6 separate regions of the Mus musculus genome follow, and regions 2, 3, 4, 5 and 6 are each linked to region 1. The links are chromatin contacts, called in public HiChIP or PLAC-seq and promoter capture Hi-C maps. All regions are on one chromosome and are shown on one strand. The core of a region is the stretch at or near the end of the contact, and the rest is flanking DNA. Distances in the headings are between cores, read along the strand shown. Region 1 holds the start of Pom121 (nuclear pore membrane protein 121). Region 2 holds the start of 6330418K02Rik (RIKEN cDNA 6330418K02 gene). Region 3 holds the start of Taf6 (TATA-box binding protein associated factor 6). Region 4 holds the start of Cops6 (COP9 signalosome subunit 6). Region 5 holds the start of Zkscan1 (zinc finger with KRAB and SCAN domains 1). Region 6 holds the start of Zcwpw1 (zinc finger, CW type with PWWP domain 1).

What was found. Promoter capture Hi-C pulls out the DNA fragments that hold promoters and counts their contacts. HiChIP or PLAC-seq counts read pairs in DNA pulled down with a chosen protein or histone mark.
Region 2: a contact with region 1 is called in a promoter capture Hi-C map of liver, with 7 times the contacts expected there. The contact joins the promoter of 6330418K02Rik here to the promoter of Pom121 in region 1. A contact is called at or near these places in 2 of 39 promoter capture datasets (liver and pre-B cells).
Region 3: a promoter capture Hi-C map of pre-B cells shows a contact between it and region 1. The contact joins the promoter of Taf6 here to the promoter of Pom121 in region 1. A contact is called at or near these places in 2 of 39 promoter capture datasets (liver and pre-B cells) and 1 of 115 datasets of contacts at active chromatin or transcription factors (large pre-B cells).
Region 4: a contact with region 1 is called in a promoter capture Hi-C map of liver, with 4 times the contacts expected there. The contact joins the promoter of Cops6 here to the promoter of Pom121 in region 1. A contact is called at or near these places in 3 of 39 promoter capture datasets (liver and pre-B cells) and 1 of 115 datasets of contacts at active chromatin or transcription factors (large pre-B cells).
Region 5: an H3K27ac HiChIP or PLAC-seq map of thymic regulatory T cells shows a contact between it and region 1, with 8 times the contacts expected there. The contact joins the promoter of Zkscan1 here to the promoter of Pom121 in region 1. A contact is called at or near these places in 1 of 39 promoter capture datasets (pre-B cells) and 1 of 115 datasets of contacts at active chromatin or transcription factors (thymic regulatory T cells).
Region 6: a promoter capture Hi-C map of liver shows a contact between it and region 1, with 9 times the contacts expected there. The contact joins the promoter of Zcwpw1 here to the promoter of Pom121 in region 1. A contact is called at or near these places in 2 of 39 promoter capture datasets (liver and pre-B cells).

Annotation. Positions count from the first base shown.
Region 1 is chr5:135,392,455-135,396,944 of GRCm38.p6, forward strand. Pom121 (nuclear pore membrane protein 121) reads right to left here and starts at 2,092. Exons shown (of 13, transcript NM_148932.2): 1 at 1,483-2,092; 2 at 1-71. The coding sequence starts at 2,051.
Region 2 is chr5:138,261,439-138,265,928 of GRCm38.p6, forward strand. 6330418K02Rik (RIKEN cDNA 6330418K02 gene) reads left to right here and starts at 2,607. Exons shown (of 3, transcript NR_045821.1): 1 at 2,607-2,663; 2 at 4,319-4,490. Map11 (microtubule associated protein 11) reads right to left here and starts at 2,614. Exons shown (of 11, transcript NM_153161.3): 1 at 1,984-2,614; 2 at 1,629-1,724; 3 at 1,409-1,538; 4 at 1,220-1,306; 5 at 976-1,096; 6 at 732-879; 7 at 364-446; 8 at 115-278. The coding sequence starts at 2,394. It overlaps Gal3st4 (galactose-3-O-sulfotransferase 4), which reads right to left. Exons shown (of 4, transcript NM_001347507.1): 4 at 3,483-4,490. The coding sequence ends at 3,855.
Region 3 is chr5:138,184,725-138,189,214 of GRCm38.p6, forward strand. Taf6 (TATA-box binding protein associated factor 6) reads right to left here and starts at 2,502. Exons shown (of 15, transcript NM_009315.4): 1 at 2,446-2,502. It overlaps Cnpy4 (canopy FGF signaling regulator 4), which reads left to right and starts at 2,811. Exons shown (of 6, transcript NM_178612.4): 1 at 2,811-2,996. The coding sequence starts at 2,861.
Region 4 is chr5:138,158,644-138,163,133 of GRCm38.p6, forward strand. Cops6 (COP9 signalosome subunit 6) reads left to right here and starts at 2,459. Exons shown (of 10, transcript NM_012002.3): 1 at 2,459-2,539; 2 at 2,732-2,854; 3 at 3,031-3,162; 4 at 3,494-3,582; 5 at 3,679-3,741; 6 at 4,092-4,139; 7 at 4,487-4,490. The coding sequence starts at 2,470.
Region 5 is chr5:138,083,217-138,087,706 of GRCm38.p6, forward strand. It overlaps Zkscan1 (zinc finger with KRAB and SCAN domains 1), which reads left to right and starts at 1,868. Exons shown (of 6, transcript NM_133906.4): 1 at 1,868-2,015.
Region 6 is chr5:137,785,171-137,789,660 of GRCm38.p6, forward strand. Zcwpw1 (zinc finger, CW type with PWWP domain 1) reads left to right here and starts at 2,632. Exons shown (of 17, transcript NM_001005426.2): 1 at 2,632-2,775. It overlaps Mepce (methylphosphate capping enzyme), which reads right to left and starts at 1,531. Exons shown (of 4, transcript NM_144913.3): 1 at 1-1,531. The coding sequence starts at 892.

The DNA of each region.
Region 1 (4,490 bases), core at 842-3,341:
ACTGGGCTTGCTGAATGGGATATCGTCTTCGGGGTGTTATAACAAACCGACTGGACAAAGGCCCACAATCTCTGTGGAGAACAGGAGACAGACACTTGATGGAACCACAGTTTTTGTTTTTGTTTTTTTTTAATTTATTTTATTTATATGAGTACACTGTAGCTGTCTTCAGACACACCAGAAGAGGGCATCGGATCCCATTACAGATGGTTATGAGCCACCAAGTGGTTGCTGGGAATTGAACTCAGGACCTCTGGAAGAGCAAGCAGCCAGTGCTAGTAACCACTGTGTCATCTCTCCAGTCTGGAACCACAGTCTTAAAAGAACACCAAATTCAACTGACTGCAGAAACAAGAGGCATTAACACTTCTTTCAACCTCTTATTTTTCTGTTAGACAGTGCTGGTAGCAGAAACTAGGGGTGTGTGCATGCTGGACAAAGCACTCTATGACACTAACAGCTCAGACTTTAAATTTCTCTAAGCAGCAGAGAACGTAGCATTTTTTGGCACATTTCTCCCATTTCATCCAAAGGCAGAAAATATCAGTTGCTTAATGGCTGTCTCTACCACAGACTTCATCAAATTAAGAGGGAAACTGGAAACCTTGCCCACATGGGTACTTCAGAAGAAAAGCACATGCAGTTGGGATGTGTAGGAATAGTTTTTTTTTTTTTCCTTTCCCCCAACTAACCACCAATACACAGCAAAAACCAAACATTAACAGGTATTCACCACCTCAACTAAGCAGACTTATCAAGGCCAGTGAAACGTCTTGTGAAGGAGCTTGCTGCCAAGCTGGAGACCCAAGATCAACCTCAAATTCACGTGGAAAGAGAAAAAGGACTCCAGCAAGCTATCCTCTCATCTCCCTGTGAATATGCAATTTAAAAAGAAAAAAATGCTTTTATCCAGAATCCGGGTTGAGTGTAGTGGAGCACACCGGTAATCCCAGCATTTAGTAGGTGAAGGCAGGAGGGTCAGCAATCCAAAGTCACCCTCATGAGTTCAAGGGACAGCTCAGATACATGAGATCCTGTCTCCGGGGGGGGGGGGGGGGGGAACAAAAACCCAAAGGCTGGGGAATAGGTAGAGGGCAAGCTTGCCTGCTATGACTGAAGCTGTGGGTTCTATCCCAGCACAGCATACAACCTGGTGCAAACCTGTAATCCTATCAGTGAACTCGCTCAGAAGACGAGGCAGGAGGATGAGTTCAAGGACAGGCTCAGCCAAAGAACGGGGTTGAGATTAGACAGCCTATGCCATCAAATACCCTCTCTTAAAAAAAAAAAAAAAGAAAAAGAAAAAAAATAAAGAGAAAAGAGAGTAATGGGAAAAGGGAGGGAAGGGCGTAGAGATAAAAAGAAAGGGAAAAGGCAAAGAAAAGAAAAAGGGGAGGTGAGTTAAATCCGATTTACAGGTTGAGCCCTACGTCAAATCCGCGGCCGCAGAGACCCCACCCTGGGAAGATCGCCGGGGCTTACCGGTGGGGCGGCCTCCGGGAGGGTCGCAAAAGCGGGGTGGGGAGCGCGGGGTAGACGTGGTGGACTCGCTGGACCGCCGAGGCCGGAGGCGGGGAGCGTGCGGGTGGGCGGCGCCCCGGCCTCTCCCTTGGGTCCTGCCGGAGGGCAGGCTCGGGCGGGCCGGGCTTGCCCAGGTAGCTGCCCATGAGTAAGAGCTCAGCCGGGTCGGGGCCTCCCAGCGGGCTGCGGGGTTCGCAGAGGCTACCGTTGACTGGTGACTTGGCCGGAGGCGGTGAAGCGGTGAGAGCTGGCCGCGGGTGACGGCGCGCGTCGCGCACGAAGGACGACAGGGCCCTCGGGCCGCGGGGTTCTCGGCTCAGGCCCCACCAGGCCGCGCTCGCCCCCACGGCCAGCCAGGCCAGCGCGGCCGCCGCGGGCACCAGGTAGAGCGCGAGGCCGAGCAGCGCTAGGCCGAGGGCCGCAGCACCCGCCGGTCCTCCGTAGCCGCGGGCCCGGCTCCGGCCTTCCCGTCCGCCCAACGGGGGCCGCCGCCGCTCGCCTCCGTCAGCCGCCGCAGCCGCCGGAGACATCGCGGCTCCGCGCCGCGGAGCGGACTTAAATATCCCAGGGTACACCGCGCCGCGCGCCGCCGCCGACGTCACTGTCGTCGACGCGGCGCGCCGGGTGGAAAGGGGAAACCGCCGCCGCGTGCGGAGCACGGCGCGAGAGCCCTAGTTTGAAAAATTACAGCTTAGGTAGGCGGATCGGTGCACGCCTTGCCTCTCAGAACGCGGGAGGCGGAGGCAAGAGGAGTTCCGTGAGTTTGAGTCCAGCCTGGTTCACAAAGACAGTTCCAGCGCGACATGGAGACATAAAGCCTGTCTCAAAACAGCAAAACTTAAAAAAAAAAAAAAAGAAAGAAAGAAAAGAAGAAAAGTACAGCCCGGTTTTTGACGCTGGAGGTTTCCCTGACGCTCCTGGACTGCAGAGGAGTGATGTTAGAAATCAAGGCACAGAACGGAGATGGGTGGCACGCGCCTGTAATCCCGGCATTTGGGAGGTGAAGGCAGGAGGATCCCGAGTTCTAAGTCAACCTGGGCTACTTAGTGAGACCCTCCCCGTCTAAAACAAAATAAAACCCGATCAGTCAGACCCTGTATTGGAAAAGGCCAATCAGGCCCTGTGTGGAGGCTCACTGTTTATCGCAGCGAGGTCAGTTCCAGGCCTGCTGGAGCAACACAGTGAGACCCTGTCTCAAAATAATTTTTTAAAATGTGTGTTTTGCTTGAATGTATGCTGGGATTACATTCACACCATCACATCTTACACTTGCGTGGAGGTTGAGGGTCAACGGCAAGTGTCTTTCAATCTCCTTTTTTTCTTTTCTTTGTTGTTGTTTCTCGAGACAGGGTTTCTCTGTATAGACCTGGCTGTCCTGGAACTCACTCTGTAGACCAGGCTGGCCTGGAACTCAGAAATCCACCTGCCTCTGCCTCCCAAGTGCTGGGATTAAAGGCGTGCACCACCACCGCCCAGCAAGTCTTTCTCAATTACACTGCACATTATTCTTTGACACAGGGTCTCTCACTAAACCCAGAGCTCACCAACCTGGCTAGGCTGGCTGGCCAAAAAGACCCAAAATCTTTTTGTGCCTACCTCAGTGCTTGGGATTACAGGGGCTCCTACTGTGCTCAAGCAAGCTTGCTCAGCAAGCCCTGTACCAATGGAACCATCTTCCCAGTCCATATTTCCCCCCTTTCCATCCTTCCCTCCGTTCCTCCTTTTGTTTGTTTCTTCTTTTTTTGAGGATGATAGACTGAGAGCTATTCCTCCACAATCAAGAGTAAGATAAGACTAGACTTGGGGAGGGAAGGCTAGATGGATGAGGGAGAAGCGGGGAGAGGCAGGGATTAGAGTTTAGAGACGATGCATATTGTTAATAAAACTAGCTGAACTGGTAAATGACAGTGAGTACAGTGGGCACTGGTGATAGTTAAGAAACAGGGTGGTCCTGCTCAGTGCCATTCTTAGTTTCTGAGGTGTAATCCAGTAGGGGTTTGTTGTGTATCGGCCACTAGAGGGCAGTCCCAGGCTTATCCATTAAAGCACAAACACACACAGCCTTATCTGTCCACCTTGGTTTTATGCAGTGGTTCTCAACCTTCCTAATGCTTTAACCGTTTTATTCAGTTCTTTATGTTGTGGTGACATCCCCCAACCCCCAAACTATAAAGCTACCTCCTAAGTGTAATTTTGCTACCGTTATGATTTGTAGTGTAGATGATGTTTTCTCGATGGTCTTGGGGTGGAGGGGTCAGTACCCACAAGTTGAGAACCACTGGCCTTATGGTCTCACTGAAGCACTGCCTAAAGGACACACGACCAGGCTACCCGACGCTTGTACTTGTCCTTTGAAAATCGTAGTTAGGGCTAGAGAGATGGCTCAGAGGTTAAGAGCACTGACTGCTTTTCTAGAGGTCCTGAGTTCAGTTCCCAGCATCCACATGGTAGTAGCTCACAACCATATGCAATGGGATCTGATGACCTCTTCTGGTGTGTCTGGAGACAGCAACAATGTGCTCACATAAGTAAATAAATCTTTTTTTTTTTTTTTTTAAGAAAATTGTTAACAAAACGGCAAAGTGAGTCAAGTCTGCTGGGAATCCCAGCCTACTCCTTCAGTCTCCCCCCCCCCCCATTTCCCTACAGAGAGGGAGTGAACAGAACTGAATGCTCCTATTTAGGAAGTAGAGGCAGGAGAATGAACAGGGCAAGGCCAGGACAACCTGGGTTACAGGACACCCTGCCTCACCCTTCTCCCCAAAGGAAGGTTGGAGAGATGCTCACTAGGTTGGGGTTTGTCCACCTGACACAAACCTAGGCATGTCTGGGAAGAAACCTCAACTGAGAAAATGCCTCCATCAGGTTGCCCGCAGGGTATTTTCTTGGCTAATGATTAAGGTGGAAGAAGGCCCAGACCGACGTGAGAGGTGCCACCTTTGGGCAGGTTGTCCTGAGGATGGATGGAT
Region 2 (4,490 bases), core at 1,357-3,856, 2.9 Mb after region 1:
CAGGTCACCTATTAAGGTAGGGCTGGCACTACTTGGAAGCTGTTCTCACTGTCCTGCCCTTTCCTTTCCCTGTCCCTCCCAGGGGATAAGGTCTCAGCCTGGCAGGTGACCCACCAGCCTGTGCATGTTCCGGGGTCCACACAAGCCTCACAGCAAGGAAGTCTTGGAGGTTGTTGAGCAGCGTGTAGGTGACAGTGAAACGCTCGTAGGTCCGAACAGGGGACTCACAAGAAGCAGTCATCACAAAGCAGGGGCGGTCTAGGCGGACACTGGGCAGGCTAGGAGCAGTGAGAGAGGAGGCTGGATGTACGTGTTAGGCAGAGGTGAGCGGGAGAGCGCCTGGTGGGTCTCCCACGCACTCACCGGTAGTGGGTGTAAATGCTCTGGGTGAAGGGCAGCTTCGGCGTGGACCACTGAACCACGGCAATCAAGGGGACTTCAAGGCCCTGCAGATGGGACAAAGGGAGACTTGGGATGTTCAGAGGCTCGTGGCCTTTCCCTTCCATTGTGTTTTCTTTGAGCCTAGGACTTCTCTCCAACTGCTCATATAGCTGGGGATGACCTGAGCCTCCTGCTACCTCCCAAGTGCTAGGATCCCAGGCGCAATGCCACTATGCCAGATTTATGCAATGCTGAGGGTAGAACCCTGGACTCTATGCTTGCTAAGCAAGCACTCTACCAACCCAACAGTTCCCACAGTGGTCGTCACTTCTGTGATCACACCAGCTCACCTCCTTGGCCCCAGGAGGGGGCTGCTCACCCCCTCTCAGCTGGAACAGGAAGTTGTGTTCCTCCAGGGCACTAAGTGGACAGGGGAAGTAGCCAGATGTTCCAGGAAGCCGACAGAAGGATCCCATGGAGACTTCCCCAGACTGGTGACTAGTTCAGAAGAAAGAAAGGCAGGACATGAGCTTGCCACTTCCCATCTCTGTCCCCAACCACGCCACAGCTCTGCCTCCTGCCCCAGAACCTCACCAGACATTGTCCACCAGCAGCACAGAGCCATCAGGCATGACAGGTAGATAACTGGCATTGAAGTTGGGGAGGATTCGGATATCCCAGATGGAGATCTCTTCCTGGGAAGAGCTATTCAGCACTGTGCGGGAACAAGCCCAGCTCAGAGTAGTGAGAACCCTCCTACCCCAACTCCACCTTTACCTAACATACTGGACCCATTCCCTTGCTGCTAGTCAAGCCTTGCGCCAGCAGATCTGCTCACCCTTGAGCACGGTCAAGTGCTTTCCAGCCACAGTGAACTGCCGGCATTTCAGAACTGGAGGGGGCAGCAGCGTCAATAGGGTGCTCACTGCAGAGAAAGGATGTGGCAGGAAATCAAGACCTCCACATCACAGTGTGGCACCCTCTAATCTACTCCTCTCCGAGCTCCAGCTTTCCCCCTCTCCCCCACCTTGGGCCTTGAAGGCGCTCTGTTCTCCACGGAAAGTCTCCCCAGGAGATCGAGTCTGTAGCAAGCGCAGGTAGCCTTGATCTCTGACTTCTGGTGCCTCGACCTCCCGCTTCCACACGGTCACTACAATCTAGGTACAGGAGCCATCGGACCATGATCACGAGGGGTCTTAAAATGTCATCTGAATTATAGGGCAACAGCCTCAGCTCTGTTATCCTACCTTGGCCTTGGGTGTCCCTGGGGGCAGTCTATCCAGTGAAACGGTGAGTGGGAAGATGACTTCATCTGTGGACACAATCGGTTCTTCCACAGGCAGCTAGGGGTTATATGAAAGGGGTGAAAATGTCAGGATGGCGGCAAAGATTCAGGCTCCTTTAACGTTTCTGCAAGACAGAGCAAGTCTTTATGCCCACCCCTTCTTGAAATCATATGCCTCCCGTCTTAGGTTCCTCTGCAGGACAGGACAATGCTGTCATCTGCCTCCTACATCAGGTCCCTAAGGAATCCATGCTCCAAACTATCTTTCTAGCTTCCAGCAAACCTCCCCTCAGCCCTTGTCACCCAGAGATCCTCACCGTGGTCGCGCCCCCTGAGGTAGCAGGGCCCTGGCCGTGGGTGAGAAGGGGGCTGCAACCTCGAAACAAACCCCCGCCCCCCGGGTCCCCTCCCCCCGGGGGGTCAGCATCCTGGTCGCCGGCGCTGCCGCACCCTGGCAGCGCTCCTCCTGCGCTGACCGAGGCCAGGGCGGCCAGGGAGGTCGCCAGCTCGGTCCAGGCCCCTCGGGATGCCAAGCCCGCGCCGCCCCCAACGCCAGCCCCCACGCTGCCTCGGCAGCGCAGCACCAGCAGAAAGCGGACTGTCTCCCCCAGGTACAGATGGTTGCGCCGGGGCAGCGCCCGGTACCGGCCCGGGTCCCCGGCCAGCTCGGCGCGTGGCGGTAGCGGCACAGCCGGAAAGTACATCGAGTAGTCGCATTGGGACTCCATTGGGTGGGGAGGACGATGCGACCCGAGACCGGGCCGGCAGGGAGCCACGGGACCGGGGGAGCTCGGCCTGCGAGTCCAGACACCGGAGGACCGCGGCTCCGCCCGGCAGGCAGCGGGACACACCAGCCTGGCCCGGAAACCAGAGAAACGAACCCGGAACCTAGACCCAGCAGCGCCAGACCAGGAGTGCGGGCGCTGAATGACTGGAGAGAAAGCGGAAGCGGAAGGAAGGGGGCGTGGCCTCCGAGGCTTCTTGGCTGAGTCGAGGGGTGAGTGCGGGCTGCTGAGGAACCTTTAAGGATGCTAGACTGGCTTCTTTGGGTAGAATTTATTTTTATTTGTCTCCGCCTCCCTCCTTTCCTTTCTTTCTCTTCTTCCCTCTCTCTCTTGCTTTCTTCCCTGACTTTCTCTTTCTGTTCCCTCTCTCCCACGCTTCTTCCCTTTTATGACAGCATTTCTTGTAGCCCGAGCTGGCCTTAAACTTCCTCTAAAGCTGAGGATGAATTCAAATTTTTGCTCCTTTTGCCTCCATTCTCCGGAGCGCTGGCATTACAGGTATGTGCCATCAGGTCTGACTTATGCAGGGCTGGGCGTTGAGCCCAGGGCTTCATGAATGCTAGGTAAGCATTCTGCAAACTGAGCCACACCGCTGCCTTTTTTTTTTCTGATATTTTGTTGTTGTTGTTGTTATTATTGGTGATGTGTGTGTGTATGTGTGTTACTGGAATGCCTGAGCCTCAACCTCATGCTAGCCAGTCGTTTTACCAACAGCTGTATCCCCAGCATTGAGGGAATACTGAAAGAAAAGAAAGACCCCATTACTTAGCCTAATTTCTGTCCAATAAAAGATTCTCCATCACTTCTCCTTTTAGAGCCCTACATAGAACAAAGAACTGGGGGCAGGGGAGATGGCTCTTTGGTTAAGAGCCCTTGCTGTTCTTGCAGGGGACCAGGGGTTGGGTCTCAACACCCACATGGTGGCTCACAATATTTGGTAACTCCAGTTCCAGGAGATCTGTGGACACCAGGTACATTTACACATGTAGGCAAAACACTCATACACATAAAATAAAATAAGTCTAATAACCTTTTAAAAAATAAGTAAACGTTTCGTAGCATTTATTCATCCAACAAATATTTTGATAGTGAAATTAGCACAGCTCCATAACAAATATTTCGTAGAGAAATGGACATATATCATGCCCCAAACTTTCTCTGTGTCGCTGTCATCTTTTGCCCCTCCAGGGGGTTTTGAGGAACTGCTACATGAATCTGTCTTGAGGCTTGAAGTGGCAAAGTTAGGGGTTGGGGGAGGCAACAGATTCTGCTGGGATTTCTAGAGGAAGTCCAGACAACAACAGTCTCATCTTAGAGCAAACTTCCTGTTCCTTCCAAGGGAAATACATACGCACCTAGAGGTCCTCCACCCGTCGCATATGTCCTAATTTGTAGTCTGATACCTATGGGGACAGTAGCCTTGAGGTCTTGAGAGGCGAGGAGACTGTAGGAGGAAACTGCTTAGCATCAAGTTTATCCTTATACTGTAGCTCTGGAGTAGCCAAGCGTTCACATTCCTCTTTGTCTTTCTGGTTTAGTCCACTCTGAAGTACATAGCCCAATACCTTAGCTGAACCAAACTGTAAAGGACGGAGCTTTGCATCAGCGATGTATTTGGGGTCTAAAGCCTCACCTCCCACCAAGCAACGTTTAGCCAGAGCTTCTCTTCGAGCCCGGAGCTCAGCCACAGCACGTTGCAGTCGACTCCTGCCATACTGTTCTATCCGCGCCCACAGACTACGGTTGAAGTGAATATAAAGAGCCCAATCCAAGTTATTCCAAGCTCGGGCCTGTTTGGTTAGCTGCTGATCTTCACCAGTCACCACAGTCTTATTGGCAGTTCTGATAAGACTCTGCTTTTTTCCAGCCTGGGCATTGTGCATGAAGCCCACCACATCGTCCAGACTCCAGCACAGGGCATCTGCCAACAGGACCAGTGACTCATCAAAGTACTCGGCCACCATGACCAGGTCAAAGACTGAGTCCAACCAGGCCAGACCCCATTGGATAAAGGATGAGGGCCTAAAATCTGAGGAGAC
Region 3 (4,490 bases), core at 1,252-3,751, 2.8 Mb after region 1:
GCCTCCTGCTTCTGCCTTTCAAGTACTGGGATTACAGGCATGTATTAACATGCCCAGTGACAATTTTGTTTGTTTGCTCTTAGTTTTGTGTACAGGATTTCTGTAGCCACACCTTAAACTCTGTAATGAAAGCTAGCCTTGACTCTGGATTCTTTTGCTTCTACCTTCCTAGTTCTAGGATTACAGACATGTACCTCTACAGTTTTGTGGTCTGGGAAATACTCTAACAACTGAGCTACATCTCCAGACCAGTTTGTCCCCTGTCCTTCCACCCCAAGGCTGTGTAACCCCAGCTGACCTGGAACTTGCTCTGTAGACCAGGCTGGCCTCAAAGTCAGTGATCTGGCTGCCTCTGTCTCTTGGATGATAGGATTAAAGGCGTGTACCACCACTGCCTGGCTCAGGCTTTTTTTTTTTTTTTTTTTTTTAAATAGGGCCTCTGTAGCCTAGGCTAGTCTCTTACTCCATATGTGGCTGAGAATGGCCCTGAACTCCGGGTACTTTCCAAGTGCTGGGACTATAGGCGTGCATCACCACATCCGGCACAAGTCATTCTTATATGGACGCTTAAATCAAATCCACCAGGCTGGAAGATGTGGTTCAGTAGTAAGGTACTTAGCATGCACATGGGCCTGGGTTTGATTCCCAGCAGAACTTTAAAACTTACCAGGCAGCCCAACCCGACCCTTTTTGGCCCAGATGATTATCACCTATTCATCTGCTGAACTCAGTCGCTGGACAAGGTGTTCCTATTTCCATCTTGGCTTTTTTTGTGCGTTTGTTTCTTAAAACCAAAGTGGTCTGTCAAAATATAAACTAGGTAACTATTTCTTTCCTATAACGACTCCCCTTGCCTCCTGTCCAGGTGTAGGGGTTAACACTTCTAATTTCAGTGGACTGCCTTGGGTTTCATGTCAGGCTTCAGAGTGTACATGCTGTACACCCATATTCCCAGTACCCTGGAGGCTAAAGTGGGGACAGCAAGTTTGAGGCCATCCCGACTCTGCAATAAGTTCCTGTCTAAGATGGTTTCTTTCTTTTCTCTCATATCTCTGATCACCTGCCCCGCCCCCTCCCACTTTACCCTGACATCATTCTCCTTGCTGTCCTTTAAATCTGACAGACATGTACTTGGCTTTATAGCTTTTGTTGTGTTCTTCCTAAACGTGTTTGGCTGACTACCTGACCCCACCCACCTCTCTTTAGGGGCAGGTCTCCTATAGCCCCACTGGCTTCAAATTCACTAGGTAGACAACACTGGTCCTTTGGCCTCTACCTCCCAAGTACTGGGATTGCAAGCACATACCACCATGCCTGGCTTTACCTGTTTGCTATGTTTTCTTCTTCTTCTTAATAATAGTGATATAATATGTATATATATAAAATCACTCTAGATTAAATCTAAGACCTTCCACATGTTAAACAACCCTTCTACAATTGGGTCTCAGGCTCGTCTGGAATTCATCCCGTGGTCTTGATTTGGAGAGCCTCCTGCCTTTTACAGCTGTTTACCACCAAGCCTGGCTATTATTTCTTCTTGTTTATTATCCTTACCCCACCAGTAAACAAGAATATGTCTGTTATGTTCACTGACCTATCTGGTGCCTAGGGCATTGTTAAATATATGAATAAGTCTTTTTTTTTCTTTTTTTCTTTCCTTTTTTTGGTTTTTCGAGACAGGGTTTCTCTGTATAGCTCTGGCTGTCCTGGAACTAACTTTGTAGACCAGGCTGGTCTAGAACTCAGAAATCCGCCCGCCTCTGCCTCCCAAGTGCTGGGATTAAAGGCGTGAGCCACCACTGCCCAGCATGAATAAGGTGTAAGTGTTCACTAAATACTTGGTATAACAATTACCAAAATGAAAAAGACACAGACTCAAGCTTGGAGTTTACTCTGTGGTTAAAAGGAAAGGAGCTTGCCTGACACTGGACATGAAACCAACCTCAAGAGTGTTCAGAACTGAGTGCTAGGGACTGGTTCTTTTCATTCCAAGTCTTCTCAGACTTTTGTTAAATCTTGTCTACAGGAAATACAATTATTCAGCACATACTCTGTACCTGGTCGGGTCCCAGTCCTCTGTGGTGGTACCCTTGCCACTAAGGTTTCATAAAACACTCTAGCAGCCTCGGGAGTTTCTCAGATCAGTGGAAGCGACAGGAAGACTTCTTAGAGAAGGGATAACTTGAGCTATATCTTTACATCATTTTTCTCAGCTAGGGAAGTGATTCGAAGATTACCCGGGCAGCGCTACAGGAGGTTCACAAGCCACTACATCGCCCCACCATCCTTCCAGTGCAGTCACGCACAGGGTCCCCACGAGCACGGACACACAACCAACCGTCTTCTTCCCAGTCCTCACATGGGCCCTTTCAAAGGGTCTCCTCACGGATACACCTCAGACTTTCCCCCGCCAGCCAAGCACCGGGAGCAGTAAAAGCCTCTCACCGCTGCCAAAGCGCCGCTCACCCGGCGCTCGGCGCCATCTTGGCCCCGCCCCCTGACAGGAGTAGGTCCTGGCAGAAGCCAAAAAGTTATCACTGTTCTTCCCTATGTCAAAATAGACCATATCGTTTCACAGTCTGAAATTATATAAAAATTTCATTCTACGTGCATGTGTAAAGATCATATTACTCTATTCTAATTACTTCAATTTGTATCTTCATTACCCAGCTGTCAGGACCTTCAGAAGGCGCCACAAAACTGAGCCATCACGCTCCACCCACTTTCGGGCTGGCTCTGAGCATGCGCTGACCGTTCTATGATTTTTTTTTTTTTTTTTTTAAAGCTTGCTGCGGGCTTCGCCTAAATTTAAAGGGCCCGCTGCCTTCCAGAAGTTGGTCTGAAGGCAAAGGGTGGTTGTATGTGTGGACTGCGTTTTATCATGGGACCTGTGCGGCTGGAGATACTGCTTTTCATCCTGGCAGCGTACGGTGCTTGGGCTGAGGCGACAAAAGAGGAGGAAGATGACACAGAACGTTTGCCCAGCAAATGCGAAGGTACAGAAACGGAGTAGTTGCTATTTACATCTCCCTATCTACCTCCTGCCTCTCTAACTCTAGGCTGAATCAAATGGGCTAGGATAGATGGATCACTAGACTGTCTTGAAAGAGGTTCTGTTGGAGCTTGGTAACACTTGAATGGGAACAAGGGAGGGAAAGCAGGGTTAAGGTGGCACTACATTTCCCAGGTGGCATCCAGAAGGATCTAGGTTTTTCTTGCGGGCTTGGGCCCCAATGTATTGTGGGAATTGTAGTTCAAGAACCTGTAACGCTGGCTCTATGGAGCATCTTCCTCAGTCGTTTCTCTCCTTGTTAAAAATCTGGACAATCTGCATGGGTGGGGTGTAATACTCATTCCTTATAGGCATACTGAGTCCCGCCCTGGCAGAGACGCTCTTAAATTACAGGCCTGATGGCCCCCTTTAGGGGTTTTAAAGGTGAGTAAGTCCCCAGCTGAAGTTCATAAAGAGAAGATGAAGACACCACACCACTTAGAAGTTGCCCATCGGTGTGAGGCTTTGCAGATGGGGTGCACTGTAGGGATTTTACAACAAGCAGCATGGCCTCTGGCTACATTAGTAAATGCCCTCCCCCCAACCACCCCTCCCATCCCCAACAGGGAGGAAGCCAGGTCACTGAATAAATATCCTGTGGCTCCCTAACTCTAACTTTTTCTTTGGATTCATTATTGCTTCACTTTACACCCAACAACATGTTTTTATCATTGACACCCATGACTTGATTCTAATCTCTCACTTATTTTTGCATCTGTGTCCCCACTCTTCTGAGTCGGGGTGGGGGTGGAGACAGGGTTTCTCTTTATAGCTCTGGCTGTCCTGGAACTTGCCTGTAGACCAGACTGGTCTCTAACTCCGAAATCCACTTGCCTCTGCTGGGATTAAAGGCAGAAGTTAACTATATGAACCCCCTGTCTCTAGTTCTGACCTCAGAATGCTGGGATAGCGTGTGCCACATCACCTAACATTGCAGAGGTTCTTAGGATCTGAACTCAGGTCCTCAAGCTTAAAAGTGCTTTACTTACAGAACTGTTTTCCCAGACCCTAAGCCAACTTTGGAGTGAGGGGAGAGCTGTAAAAACACTTTTTTTTTTTTTTGAGACAGGTTTTCTCTGTGTAGCCCTGGCTGTCCTGGAACTCTGGAACTCACTCTGTAGACCAGGCTGGCCTCAAACTCAGAAATCCACCTGCCTCTGCCTCCCGAGTGCTGGGATTAAAGGTGTGCGCCACCACTGACTGGCGTATGTACACTCTTAGCTTTCATACTTTATTCCTCAAAGTGACTGCTTCAGACACACCCAGCGTCTCACAGTCAGTAAGTGGCCCCTGTCTTTTTCTTGGCTGTTTTCCTCCTCTCCGTTTTGTATTTGATAAACTCCTCCCCATTCTACTGGACCCAGTTTAAATGTCTCCTTTGGACTCCCCCCTTGCTTGTCATCCGCAGTGTTGTAAGTCCTGGGGGAAAAGGGACTAC
Region 4 (4,490 bases), core at 1,209-3,708, 2.8 Mb after region 1:
GGAAAGGGTTTATTCAGCTTACACTTCCACATTGCTGTTCATCACCAAAGGAGGTCAGGACTGGAACTCAAGCAGGTCAGGAAGCAGGAGCCGATGCAGAGGCCATGGAGGGATGTTCTTTACTGGCTTGCTTCTCCTGGCTTGCTCAGCCTGCTCTCTTATAGAACCCAAGACTTCCAGCCCAGAGATGGTCCCACCCACAAGGGGCCTTTCCCCCTTGATCACTAATTGAGAAAATATCCCACAGCTGGATCTCATGGAGGTACTTCCCCAACTGAAGCTCTTTCTCTGTGATAACCCCAGCCTGAGTCAAGTTGACACATAAAATCAGCCAGTACACAGGGTTTCTCTGTGTAGCCCTGGCTGTTCTGGCATTTGGTTTGTAGACCAGGCTGGCCTCAAACTCCAGAGATCTGCCTGCCTCTGCCTCCGGAGTATTAGGACTACAGGTGTGTTCCACCACTGCCTGACTTTTTAATACATTATTAAAATCTGCAAAAAAAAAAAAAAATCATTCCAAGACAGATGAAGGGAACCCAGCTTTCCTTGAGCTCTAGACAGGGGTTGAGTGTTTTAAGAATATTGTTAAATTGCTGTTAGCACTAATGATGACCTTCCCTTCCTTCAGTTTTTCCTCTAATGGAAATCTCTTTAGGTTTATAGTATAAAAACTCCCAAGGTTTATTTTCATGTAACTAACCAAAGACATTGGGAATAGGGCAACTTAACTATCTAATTATCATCTATTGTACCCATCTCTCTCACTGTCCAGGCTGCCCTGAGGAAAAGGACTGTCAGTCTCATAAGTTAGCTAGATGACCCTTAGACTAGCACCAGCAATCTGGGACACACAACAGAAGTCTTGAGACAGCTGTGTAAAGATTGAAGCTGATTTTCCAGTGTATTTGACATAGTTGTTACCAGATATTTTGCTGTCATAGACCCCTATGAAATGTAGATGAACCTGAAAGCATTTCCAGCGTGACAGGAAGGGAGCCCTTTCCCTAGTGGAAGGACTACTGCGAATCAGTGCAAAGCCATGATTGGTCCAAAGCACATACTTCAGTGACTGTGATTAGTAAAAAAAATAAATAAATAAAAATAAAAAGTAGCCCGGGCGGTGGTGGCGCACACCTTTAATCCCAGCACTTGGCAGATTTCTGAGTTCAAGGCCAGCCTGGTCTACAAAGTGAGTTCCAGGACAGCCAGGGCTATACAGAGAAACCCTGTCTCGAAAAACCAAAATAAAAATTTAAAAAAATGGCTGTTATTGGCCCCAAATGAATGATTGTGGACCAAATACTCTTTCTTGGCTATTTAAGCAGGTCGCTTAGCCTTAGTTATTGTCCAAGTAGGAAACGTTTTCTTTTATTTTTATTTTTATTTTTATTTTTTTTATTTTGGAACTCACTCTGTAGACCAGGCTGGCCTCGAACTCAGAAATCCGCCTGCCTCTGCCTCCCAAGTGCTGGGATTAAAGGCGTGTGCCACCATGCTGGGCAAGTAATTGTCTTTTTTTTTTTTTTTTTTTTTTGGTTTTCTTTTTTGTTACAAGTAATTGTCTTAATCACTGTTCTATTGCTGTAAAGAGACACCATGACCAAGGCAACTCTTCCCCTCCCCCCACCTTTTTTTTTTTGTTTGTGCGACAGGGTTTGTTTGTGTAGCTTTGGCTGTGATGGAACTCACTTTGTAGTCCAGGCTGGCCTTGAACTCATGAGGTCTGCCCGCCTCGATTAAAGGCTGTGATTAAAGGCGTGGGCCACAAGCCCTCCCAATAGCAGTTGCTAAGTTGTGTAAAGAGGTTGTCTTGAAACTGAAGAAGCTGAACAATTCAAGAGTAATTACTACTGGGGAGATGGCTCAGGGGATGAAGTGTTAGGACCTGAGTTTAGATCCTCAGTACATCGTTTTAAAAGCTAGGCATGCTGGGTATGGTACACACCTTTAATCTCAGCATTCAGGAAGGAGAGGAAGGCGGATCTCCTAGAAGTCTGCCTAGACGAATAGCAAGTTCCCACCAGCTGGCCAACATTGTAAGACCCTATCTCAACAAACAAGTGATCAAGTCTCTATAGATTATATGCAACATGAAAAATTTTATATCCTGAATAAATTGTCTTCCCCATTCCCTTTTACAGCCTTTCCTCCTTTTGATCGCAATTTTCTCTGTGTTTAGTATTGACAGTGTATCCACTTGAGACCTGGAAACTAATAGCCCTCCTTGGGAGGTAAAGGCAAGAGGATCAAAGTTCAAAGCCATCTTCAGATACACACTACAGAACTCATGGCCAGGCTGGTTTACATGAGAACCGCTAGCAGCAGCACAACACGCAGAGCACCCTGAGCTACTAAGTACTGGCAGCTGCCCCGCCCATTAGCAGCACCAAGTATACACTGAGCATGCACCGCTCCCCGACGGAAGCCGAGAAGGAAAGGGGCGGGCCGTGGCTGGCGGGCGCGGGGAAAATGGCGGCGGCAGCTGCGGCGGGGGCGAATGGGAGCGGAGGCAGCAGCGGCATGGAAGTGGATGCAGCAGGTAACGGGGTGCGCAGACCGACTTCTGGAGTTGCCCTTGAGAAGTGGTCTTGAGTACTTCTTAAACCTGTCCCAGGATAACTTGAGGGCAGCGATGGACGGCCGGGCTCTGCTGGTCCCCTGCTTCCATGTCTAGGGGAAAATGTGTGGGCCCGAGCTCTCAGCCGCTATGTTTTCCTTTCACCTTTAACAGTCCCCAGCGTGATGGCCTCCGGAGTGACTGGGAGTGTTTCCGTCGCTCTTCATCCCCTTGTCATCCTTAACATCTCAGACCATTGGATCCGCATGCGCTCCCAGGAGGGGCGGCCTATGCAGGGTGAGTGTTGTGTGTAAATCTCAAAATCTCTTGGAGATTTCCTCCAGTCACTCCCCTGCGCCCTTTCTTCCAAATTATTGTTTCCCCAGTCGTTGATTCACGCCGACTCGGGAAAGGTTTTCCGAGACGCCTGTTCCTCACCTAGTTTCCTTGCGCTTCTGTTTCTCTCCCCTTAGTGATTGGGGCTCTGATCGGGAAGCAGGAGGGGCGAAATATCGAAGTGATGAACTCCTTTGAGCTGCTGTCCCACACCGTGGAAGAGAAGATTATCATTGACAAAGAATATTATTACACCAAGGAGGAGCAGTGTGAGAGGGGAATAGAAGTGGGTGGGGAAGGAAAAGTGGGAAGATTTTTGTTTTGTTTTGTTTGTCTTAAAGAATAAAAGGCCTGAGGATGTAGGGCAGTGGGGTAAAGTGCATTTCCTAACATTCGGGAAGACCAGAGTTCAATCCTCAGTACCATATAACCCAGGAGATAGAGGCAAGAGGTCAGAAGTTCAAGGTTAGTTAGGTGTAGTTATTTTAAACTGACCCAAAATATGAGGAGGGAGGGGAGAACCGGAAAGAACACACCAGGCCCATCAAACTAAGGAAGAGAGGTTTAAAGGAATATTTACTCTGGCCCCTTCTTCTCCAGTTAAACAGGTTTTCAAGGAGCTGGAGTTTCTGGGTTGGTATACCACAGGGGGGCCACCTGACCCCTCAGACATCCACGTCCATAAGCAGGTATAGAAGCTCAAATATGTGCATGTTGGGGAAATGAACAGAAGGTTAGGGGAAGAGGAGATACTGACTCTTCCTGGGCTTTGCCTTATCTTCTAGGTGTGTGAGATAATTGAGAGTCCGCTCTTTCTGAAGTTGAACCCTATGACCAAGCACACAGATGTGAGTGTTGTTGACCCAATGTCCCCTTTTTCTTGATCATCTGCCACTATGCCTTTGCTCTAATTTACCGACATTATGTGTATTAGAGAAAGCTTGAGTTGAATCTCTACCCTGCTGTTTACACCCATCAGTTGTGTGACTTCATCTCTTCAGTGGTGTTTCCATATGTAATGTGTGTAAAACCTAGAGAAAGCATGAGCCAAGTGTGGTGACAACACTTGTAACCAATCTTAGCACTCAGGAGATTGAGGCAGGATTGTGAGTTCAAAGCCAGCCTGGCATGTGTGTAAGTTCAAGTGCATTTGCTTTTAGTAAGAGCTGTTCTCTTGTCTCCGTCTGTGTTTTTACAGCTTCCTGTCAGCGTTTTTGAGTCTGTCATCGATATAATCAATGGAGAGGTAATATATAACCTGCAACCTTCAAACCTTTTAGCCTGTTTCCTGCATGCCGTGTGCAGGCATAGGACAACCCTGGGTGTCCATCCTAGCTTTCTACCTTGGGACAGACTCACTTGTTTGCCAGGCAGGTTGGCCTGTGAGCTTCTGGGAATTGTGTCTCCACTTCCCATCTTGCTGTAGGGGTTCCAGGATTACAGTCACATGCTGTCACATCTCACTTAATGTGGGTTCCGAGGCTCTAAATTGAGATCCTCAGTTGTGCAGCAAGTACTCTACCTGCTGAGCCATCTGCCTAGGCCTAGGTCTGTTTCCTGACTCTCCCTATCTGAGAACTCTTTACTCTGCAGGCCA
Region 5 (4,490 bases), core at 618-3,117, 2.7 Mb after region 1:
CAGTCCTTTGAAGGCAGAGACAGGAAGATCTCTGTGGGTTCGAGGCCAGCCTGGTCTACAAAGTTCCAGGACAGCCAGGGCTTCACAGAAAAACCTTTGTCTGGAAAACCAAACAAACAAAAACCTTAGCCTAAAAGCTGTATGTGAGCTAAACTTTTACTTAGAGGAGTTTGTTTGCTTATTAAAAAACAAAAAACAAAAAACCCCTTACTTCTTATCTGGGAAAAACAAACACTTGCCAGAAGCTGTCTGAAAGAAATTTTGTCACAGCAGACAAAGGTCATGTTGCAGATACCATTTATGTTTGCTAAGATAAACATCTTTTACCAGCCAAAATGTGTTGTTATTTGCAAATGCTTGTATATTTTATTGCTACCTGCCAAGTGTTTGTGTATTATTATCTACCTAGCTAGCTATTTGTTCCTGTAAACGTGCCTAACTAAATTCCCTTTAATGATTAAGGGGATCAGAGTCCACTCTAAGATTGTCACAAAGACATGGATGACAACCCCACTACCTGACCTACAAAAAGCTGTAAGAAACTGCCAAGGGGACTGAACCCTTCAAAGCACAAGCGTGCTTTGTAGTCCATGCATGAATAAAGGTTTCTCCTACTTCTCCAAGTGAATGGCTGGCTCCTTGTTTCCTTTAACAATACTGCAAATAGGGGAAGGTGGAATTGGAGGATGACTTGCCTAAGGCGGTTTTGGGTGTTTGGTTTTGGACCCCAGAAGAGGGGACTGAGATGAATATTTTACATATCAAAACAGACCTGGTCTTCAGGTTCTCCCAGCATCCCTCAGATCCTACCTGGTATACCCTGCCCCCAGCCTTGAACTTTCCATCCCAGGGCTTGGGCTGCCCTTCCCCAGAGACTCTTCCCTTTATAATCCAAACATTTTGCTCTCCTCCTTCTCCTTCTCTTCTTTCTCTGCATGTAAGCCCTTTCTCTTTCTGCCTCCCCTCCCATTGCAACTCTCCTGCCTCAATCCTTGGGGCCAGTGAACTCTACCAAGAGCAGCTTCCCAATAAACCTGCCTTTATTATAATATAATCTAGCCTGAATGGGCTCGTTTCACTGGCGGAGAAATAACCTATCACTGGGAGAAGGGGGGCTGATATTGGGATGTAAAGTGAATTAATTAATAATCAATTAATAAAAAAGGAACAATACTTCAATTGCTTTTTAATTTTGGAGTATTGTTTTATAAAGTTATCTCCCCCATGCTGTATGGTCTCTTCCTTGTGGACTTGCCTTTGATATAGAGCCTTCTATAAGGTGGAGCCTCATTTCTGTATTGCCCACAAGGCAAAGAGATAAAGGCAGTAATTGTTGAGCGTCTGTAATTCCTCTGAAAGATCCTTTTAAAGTGCTATAATAGCATATTCTACAGAACCAGTGTAAGTAGCTTGTTTACTGAAAGATAGTCTTTTATCCTCGGGCCACATATCTGGAAACACCATGCACTCAACTGGCAAACCTCACCAGGGCTGATCTGTGAAACCAGACACCCCTGGCTTGGCTTTGATCTAACTCCATCTACACCCTTGCTTCAGCTTCTCTGCCACAGGCATACAATTACTATTATTGATAACTGCCCAAGATGGAAAAGATGGGGAAGAAAGTAACAAATATAGAGCTGAAAAATACTACATCAGGAAAAAAAAAAAACCTGAACACCCTAAACAGGATCACTTTATCTCTATCTGTCACCTCTGGAATTGAAGACAGGCAATCAGGGCTGGGGGGGGGGGGGTGTTGGGTAGGGAGACTCGGAACAAGAAATTCAGAAACCGAGATGCAAAGTCCTCCCGTGTTCCTAGAGGAGACCCGGAAGCTCAACTCGATCCCGGAAGATGAGGTGCTGACCTACTTCCGGTCTTTGTGACTCATTGTGCCTGTGGCGAGGTATTGGGAGGGCCTATGTCGGTGTGCAGTGCCCTTCGGTCGGGTTGAACCCAGAGCAAGCTGTGCTTGGTCGCCCGGCGTCCCCAGGCCGCTCCGGAGACTCACGGTGAGTCTCATGGCGGACTCTCGGAGGACGGGCGGGCTGCGAGGGTGGACCGTGTGACCACCCGGGGGGACTTGGAAAGGAGCCCTGCGGGGTCCCGGCGGTGCTCGAATCTCTGGGGTCAGTGGGGAGCTCTTTCATGTCATCATCCTTGTATAACATTTCTGAGGACAAGATCACAAATGGACGTGATCCCCGTGTCTGGATTCTTCTCCCCCTCCCCCCCTCCTGTCGCCATTTGCTGTGGTTGCAGGGGAAAGTGTTTTGTGTGGTTTTCGTTTTATTGCTGTCGTTTACTTCTCCGGGCGTCTTGGGTCCTTGAGAATCTTGAGATAAACGACGCGGAAGACCTTGAGCTCTGTACAGGTTTGAGGTTCCGAAAACATTTCCGGATCACTTGCTTTTCTGTCTTTCCATCTCCCAACGCTGAGCGAAAGCGCTGGCGGCTTGACGGTGGTTAAAAGATCTAGTAGAAATTAACAGCCGGCTGTCAGCTTTATGCAATGCTTCAAGACCTCTTGCTGGTTTAAGCCTGTTTAACTGTGCTATCTGGGAGATTAGTGGAGTGTTAGTTCACCTTGCTTGATTGCAATGAGTGAGACGTGAAGGGTATCTGGGAGAAACCACACTGGGCCAGTAGGAGATTGATCAGCTTAATGACCTTAGATGAGATTAGACATTTGCCAACTGTCAGTTTTATTATCCATAAAATTAACTACCTTTGCTCAAAAAGGTTCTTCAAACTTGAAATGAGTGGAGTTGGTAAATGTAATTGTAATTTAAAAAAAAAAAAAGGCAGCTCATTTAGTTTGAAGTTCCCCCTTCCTTCCCCTCCCTACACACACACAGCACACACACACATTGATTATAGAGAGTGGCTGTTCCATGGCCTGGGACCAAAGAAAGCATTTATTGTACAGGGCAGTGCTAGGCGGATTGAAAGCAGTCAATAAATACTTGTTGGAATTATGAAGAATTCATTGTAACCACATCAAGTGAAGTTACTAGAAAAGCTGGCCAAATGTGGGAAAATACCTTTATTATAAGGAAACTGTAGTGAAGAATTATCCAGATGTTTTTTTTCTTTCAGGTTTGTGTCCTCTTTCAATTACCACACAAGATTCTTACTTGTTATTTTATTCAGGATCATCTTTGTTAACTTACAGAAATGCCTGCGGCTGAATGCTATTTTCTTTTGTTGATCCTCTACTTCATGTCTCCATGAAGGAAACAGGAAAAATTTCAAGTGCATTATACTATATTTAGATACAACCAGGCCAGTGTACTAAGTTTTAAATCTTAGCTTTTCATTCTGTGGTGGTGTTGATATTCTTTAGATAGATTAAAAAAAGGGGGGGGCGGGGAGGGGTCTCTCTAGTTCTGGCTGAAAATCTAGCCACTGCCTCTAGAGTGCTGGGACTACAGGCACACAATACTAGACCACTAGGTATCTTTTAAGACTAAGTTTTTCATATTATAAAGCATTTTATGTCTCTGTTGAAGAGGGGAGTAGAGGATCATTTATTTAAACTTGCAAGACTGTGCAATAGAAGGAAGACTGGATTTTGAGAAAACATCCTTTGAAATAAACCATGCTTGCAGCCTGGAGTCTGGAGTCTTTTCTTGTCAGAAGTCATTTGTTTTTTTTTTCTTTGGTGAGATTTGGTTGCTGGGCAGTGATCTTTTCTAAAGGAGATGGTATGTCAGAATGTGTTTCGTTTGAGAGGGAACCCAAAGGTGGTTTTCTGCCTCTCTTCCTCTGTCCCTACTCCACTGCTAATAAGAATACTGGAAACGATTCAGGGATGAGTGACTTATTTACAGGGGACATAATTCATTTGTTCCAGCTCATGCTGCCCTTGTGTTAGTGGATTTCTTCCACTGCTAATCTTTTAAGCAGGCTGAAAATTGTAATGCACAATTATATCTCTTGAATTTAATTTTTCTTCTTTTTTTTTTTCCTATTTTCTGATCTCAAGTAGCCCTGTTGAGCCTCAAATTCACTATGTAGCGAAGACTGACACTACAGTCTAGATACCTCTGCCACCACCTCTAAGGTACCTGGAATACAGACATGCTCCACCACACCTGGCTTCTTTGTGTTTACTATCTTGCTGTACTGAGGTTGAACCTAGGGCCTTATATATGCTAGGCAAGTACACTGCAACTGAGCTATGCCACCCAACCCTTAAGTTCATTTTTAAAAAATAAGCCTTCCCCAGTGTCTACCAAGTGCCAGAAACTTTTTTTCAGAATTTCATAAGCTAATTTGCTTAATTTAAGAAACATTGAACACACACACACAAATGTAGTAACTTGGTAAATTCAATCAAGTGTTGTTTGACTCAAGCCAGGGCCTTAGACTTCATGCACTTTGCCACTGAACATCATCCCTGGCCTTTTTTGCATTTTTTTATTTGTTTTGTTGATGTTTGGGGGTTTTGTTGTTGGTTGTTTTGATTTGGTCTTGGCTTTTAA
Region 6 (4,490 bases), core at 1,382-3,881, 2.4 Mb after region 1:
CTGTGTTGAGTTCATAGGGTTGAGGGGCATCACGGTTCTGGCCTCTGTTTTGCTGCTGCTGCGTAGCACCCTCCCCATGGAGTGAGGGCGTGAGAGGGTCAGTGGGCAGCACGGCGGCGTTGCTATCATTCCCTCCAGACGCCTGCTGCTGCTGCTGGTGGTGCGGTCCCCGGTGTCTATGGCGCTTGCGACCAATCTTGAGTGGTGAGGCAAGCACTACATGGGCCTCGTCAGTGCAAGTGTTGAGACTGAGCGGGTCAGTAATATCTTTGGGGATGAGGATCTCCACAGGGTCTCGCCCCTTGGCCGGAAGTGGGGATGACTTTGGGGTCTCCGCATTGAGTGCGCGACTCACTTCCTCATCCAGGAGGCTATTCAGGTTCAGTGGATCAAATATGTTACCCCCCAGAAGGAAATTGGATGGTAACACAGAGTCGCAGTCTGAATTCACTCGCCGGCGCCTCTTGAAGGCCGGATGTTTGAAGCTTCCACCGCTCCCTCCCCCCACGTTACAGCTATTTCTTCTTTTGCCCCCACCACCCCCAGGGGGTCGGTGGGGCTGGTAGCCATTGCGAGGTCGAGGAGGGGCTGGGGGACCCAGGTCCGTCCCGCCCCCTCCCCGGCGCTCCTCCCCCACGTCCGCAGGAGCGGCGGCTCGCCCGTGGGGCTCCCCGTGCGCCTGTGCCTGGGGGCCGCCCCCTCCGCTGGCTGCGGCCCCGGCCGAGTGCGCGCGAGGGCCCGGCCCGTGTTCTGTCCCATCACGGAGCTCCCCGGAGGCAGCCTCTTGGTGCGATTGCACCTCGGGGCCGCCCCCTCCGCCCGACTCATCTTTGAGCGGCGGCGGCGGGGCCGGCACCAGAAAGGGCTCCTTCTCCGCCGCCATCTCGATCATCTCCTCTCCCTGTTTAATTTCCCCTTCTCAAGCGAGGGTACTGAGAAGAGAGCAAGGGGAAGCCCCCTGTAACCCTTCCTAAGACCACCTCACTCCCTCCTTCCCCGAGTGCGCGCGCAGCTCTGCCTCGCGCCTCCACCTCCCTCCCGCGACACACCAAGCGCGCTCCACTCGCCCGCGAGACCAAAACAAGATGCCCGCGAGACCCGGACAAGCCGAGGAACCAACTGCGCGTGCGCCGACTCCCTTTTCTCCGCCACTACCACTCTGCCGCGAGCGCGCACGACGGGCGCGCGTCCCGCTCGCCCAGGACCCACGCATGCGCGCTCCGCCACCACCCAGGCTGCGCGCGCATCGGGAGTGCGAACCAACTTAACGGCTCCGAGAGTTTAAATACAGCCCCCCTCCCTAATTACCTCACCCTCCCCCAGCCCGAGACGCCCACCGCCCCACACGGACACCCGACTTCCCTTCGCTGCTAAGTCCAAGCCCTACTGATATCCTTTGTCTCTGCCGTGCGATCCCACCCACCGTAGGCGGGGAACGGGAGCTGGTGTGAAAAGGTCTCCTTGACACCCGACCCTTGTTCCTGAGGAATGAGGCTCCGCCGTCTCCGCCCGGCTCTAAACCCAACAACCTCCCTGCCCCGCCTCCTTCCTCCCCCATCCCCGCCCCTCCTGGAGAGCGCCTGCGCACAGTCCTTTTGGACTTGCGCGGGTTGAAGGGGCAACACGTGCTGGAGATGATGTTCCGCCCCCTCCGCTCTAGGGGCGGGGAGTGTGACGTCGTTTCCTTAGGTTCATTACACGCAGCGTGCGTCAGCACGTTTCCAAGGGGCGTGCATTCCCAGCGAAAGAGGCGGGCTCATGAATTATTCATGAGCGATCGCTGGTCTTTTCCCCACCCCTTCCCCCCGCCCCCAGCCTATCTCATTAGAATTAGGACTTAGGAGAACCTGAGGAGAGGATGATAAAGTAGGCTAAGGAATCGAGACCATTGTCTCAAGAACTGTTATCAATAAAATGCAATATATTATTTAATATATTTTCTGAATTGAAAACAAACAAGTACTAAAACATCGAGATTGTCCAAACTCCTCTTCCCCTGAAATGGCCCAGTTGTTCAAGCGGCCCTCCTCCTTCCACCAGGGACAAACATCTAGAGAACTACGCCTTCCTCTCCTCCCTACACCTACGTCAGGCCTCGGACGCCGCTGCCATAGTGCAGCGCCTGCGTATCGGTCCCTCAGCGCCACCCGCTAGCGTTGCGGATTTTACAGCATTATCCCTGCAGCTAGACACACCGCGAATGTGGGCGGGAAAGGGTATCGACCTGTTTGGGCTCCTGTTTCGGCCAATGGGAAGCACTGATTCTATGCAGAATCCTCAGACTGATGGCTGGCGGAGTTTCCCAGTCCACAGACTATTTGTCAGGAAAGAGCACTGTAGAGGCAAGGGGGGAGCTCAAGATGGTTTCAAAATTTAAGAGGGTGACGACAACTAAAAGGTAGGGAGTGATAGCACGAAAACAGGAAAGAGAAAGCGATTTGAGGCAGAGATAAGAATGAAGTGCCTAGGGCGCTTCGCAGGATATTATGGGGGGGGGGGCGCGGAACTAAAGATGTCAGCGAGGATTATGGAACTTGTAGTTTCACTAGGCTTTCGTTCTTAAGATGGCGGGCTACTCCGGCTGCGCAGACGCAGAAGCAACTTCCAACTGCGCACGCGCAGCACCTGAGCGCACGCCGCTTGGGGGCGGAATTTGTCCGTGTCCTCGCGCCTTCTCCTGGTGGCGGGAAAAGTTGCTCGAGGTGGAAGGGATGTGCGGAATGGCTGCGACAGCGTTAGCTGCGCTTCACCTTTAGGTCCTCGTCGCCCCAGAAGGTAGTTGTCTTTTATGCGACTGCAGAGGAAAGTGTTAGTTGTGGTGACTCTCGGTACCTGTTGGCTGAGGAGAAATTTTCTCTTCGGAGCCACAGCGGACCTTAGCCCCTGCTCTTCAGAATCGCTAATCTTCAGAACAACAACAACAAAAAATAACCCAGTATTGCGGAGGGAAATGAGGCGTTGTGGGACAGCGAGGCTGAGCGGGAGCAAAGGGGAAGAGGCTTCCATGGTGGCGTTCTTGGTCCGGGAGAGTAGCGAAGCGTTACTTGACGCTCTGAGGGGAGGCGAGGGTTGTTTGCCTGGGTGAGATCTCTGCTTTTAATGGCCGTCGCGGAGAGAATTGGTAAAGAGAGAGGAAAAGTAGAAGACCACTCAAAGGCCTCCCCTCCGCTGTGGGGTTCAGTATACATGGCCCCGCATCTTGCTATCTGTAAGCAGAAAGGACGCGCGCCCGCCCTGCGAAGGCCTAGGGCACAAGGTCCTCGAAGCAAGAGCATCCCCGAGGGCAGCCTGAGGTCGGGACACGGGGGTTGGGGGGAGCGGGAGCGATCCAGAGATTGCGGTCAAGGATAGAAATGACTTTTTTTTTTTTTTTTTCCGAGACAGGGTTTCTCTGTGTAGCCCTGGCTGTCCTGGAACTCACTTTGTAGACCAGGCTGGCCTCGAACTCAGAAATCTGCCTCCCGAGTGCGTGCGCCACCACGCCCGGCTTAGAAATGACATTTAATGTCACGAAAGAAACTGTTTTGCTCACAGGTGACCACACATCTTCGGGGTTTCTTCCACCACCTCCCCCAACCCCCACCCCACCGCGCCCCGAGCCAATACACTTTACTGTGAATTTTATTTGTAATGTTCTGTGGGAAGTCTCGTTTGGGTAGTTCCTTCTGAGAGTAAATCTGGTGAGGGTAGGTAGAACATCTTTCTTTCTTTGATTCTTTCTTTATTTCTTTCCTTGTTTTCCTTGTTAAACGTTTAAAAGGTCTGCAGAACACAGATGCGTGCTCACAAAGTGAACTTAAAAACAGGTAAAACATGAGAATAGGCAGGAGTTCATAGGCTATTAGGCAATGTCAAAAAGCCATCAATTCCGTATTAAAGGGAATGAAATTTTCATTTATTCTATCATTATCATCATCATCATCATTTTTTTATGTGTGAATGCTCAGTCTGCATGTACACCTGCAGGCCAGAAGAGAGCATCAGATCCCTTTATAGATAGTTGTGAGCCATCATGTGGTTACAGGCACCCCTGGAAGCCAGTGCTCTTAATTCTTGAACCATCTCACCAGCTCCTCAGTCAGTCCCCCTCCCCTCTGCCTACACAGTGCTGCCATGCACCACCACTGCCAGGGCCCAGGACAGGAAATTTTTAAGTGAATTTATATTTTTTAAAAGTTTTATCACCCTTATTTATTTGTTGTTTGTTGGATGTGTGTGTTTGTGCACATGCTGTAGAGCATGGGGAGGCCAGAGGTCATCCTGTCCATGTTGTGTCATCCTGTCTGTCCATCCCTGCCAATCAAGTGGGATCTGAGATCAGTTTCAGATCATTAGGCTTGGGGGCAAGCACCCCTACCCACTGAATTATCTGTAAGCATTTATTCATTTATTCATTTGTTTGTTTGTTTGCCTGTCTGTCTATCTATCTATTTAGCCACCTATCTATTGCTTATTTGTTTATTTTCTGAGACAGAGTCTTGTCTGTATCC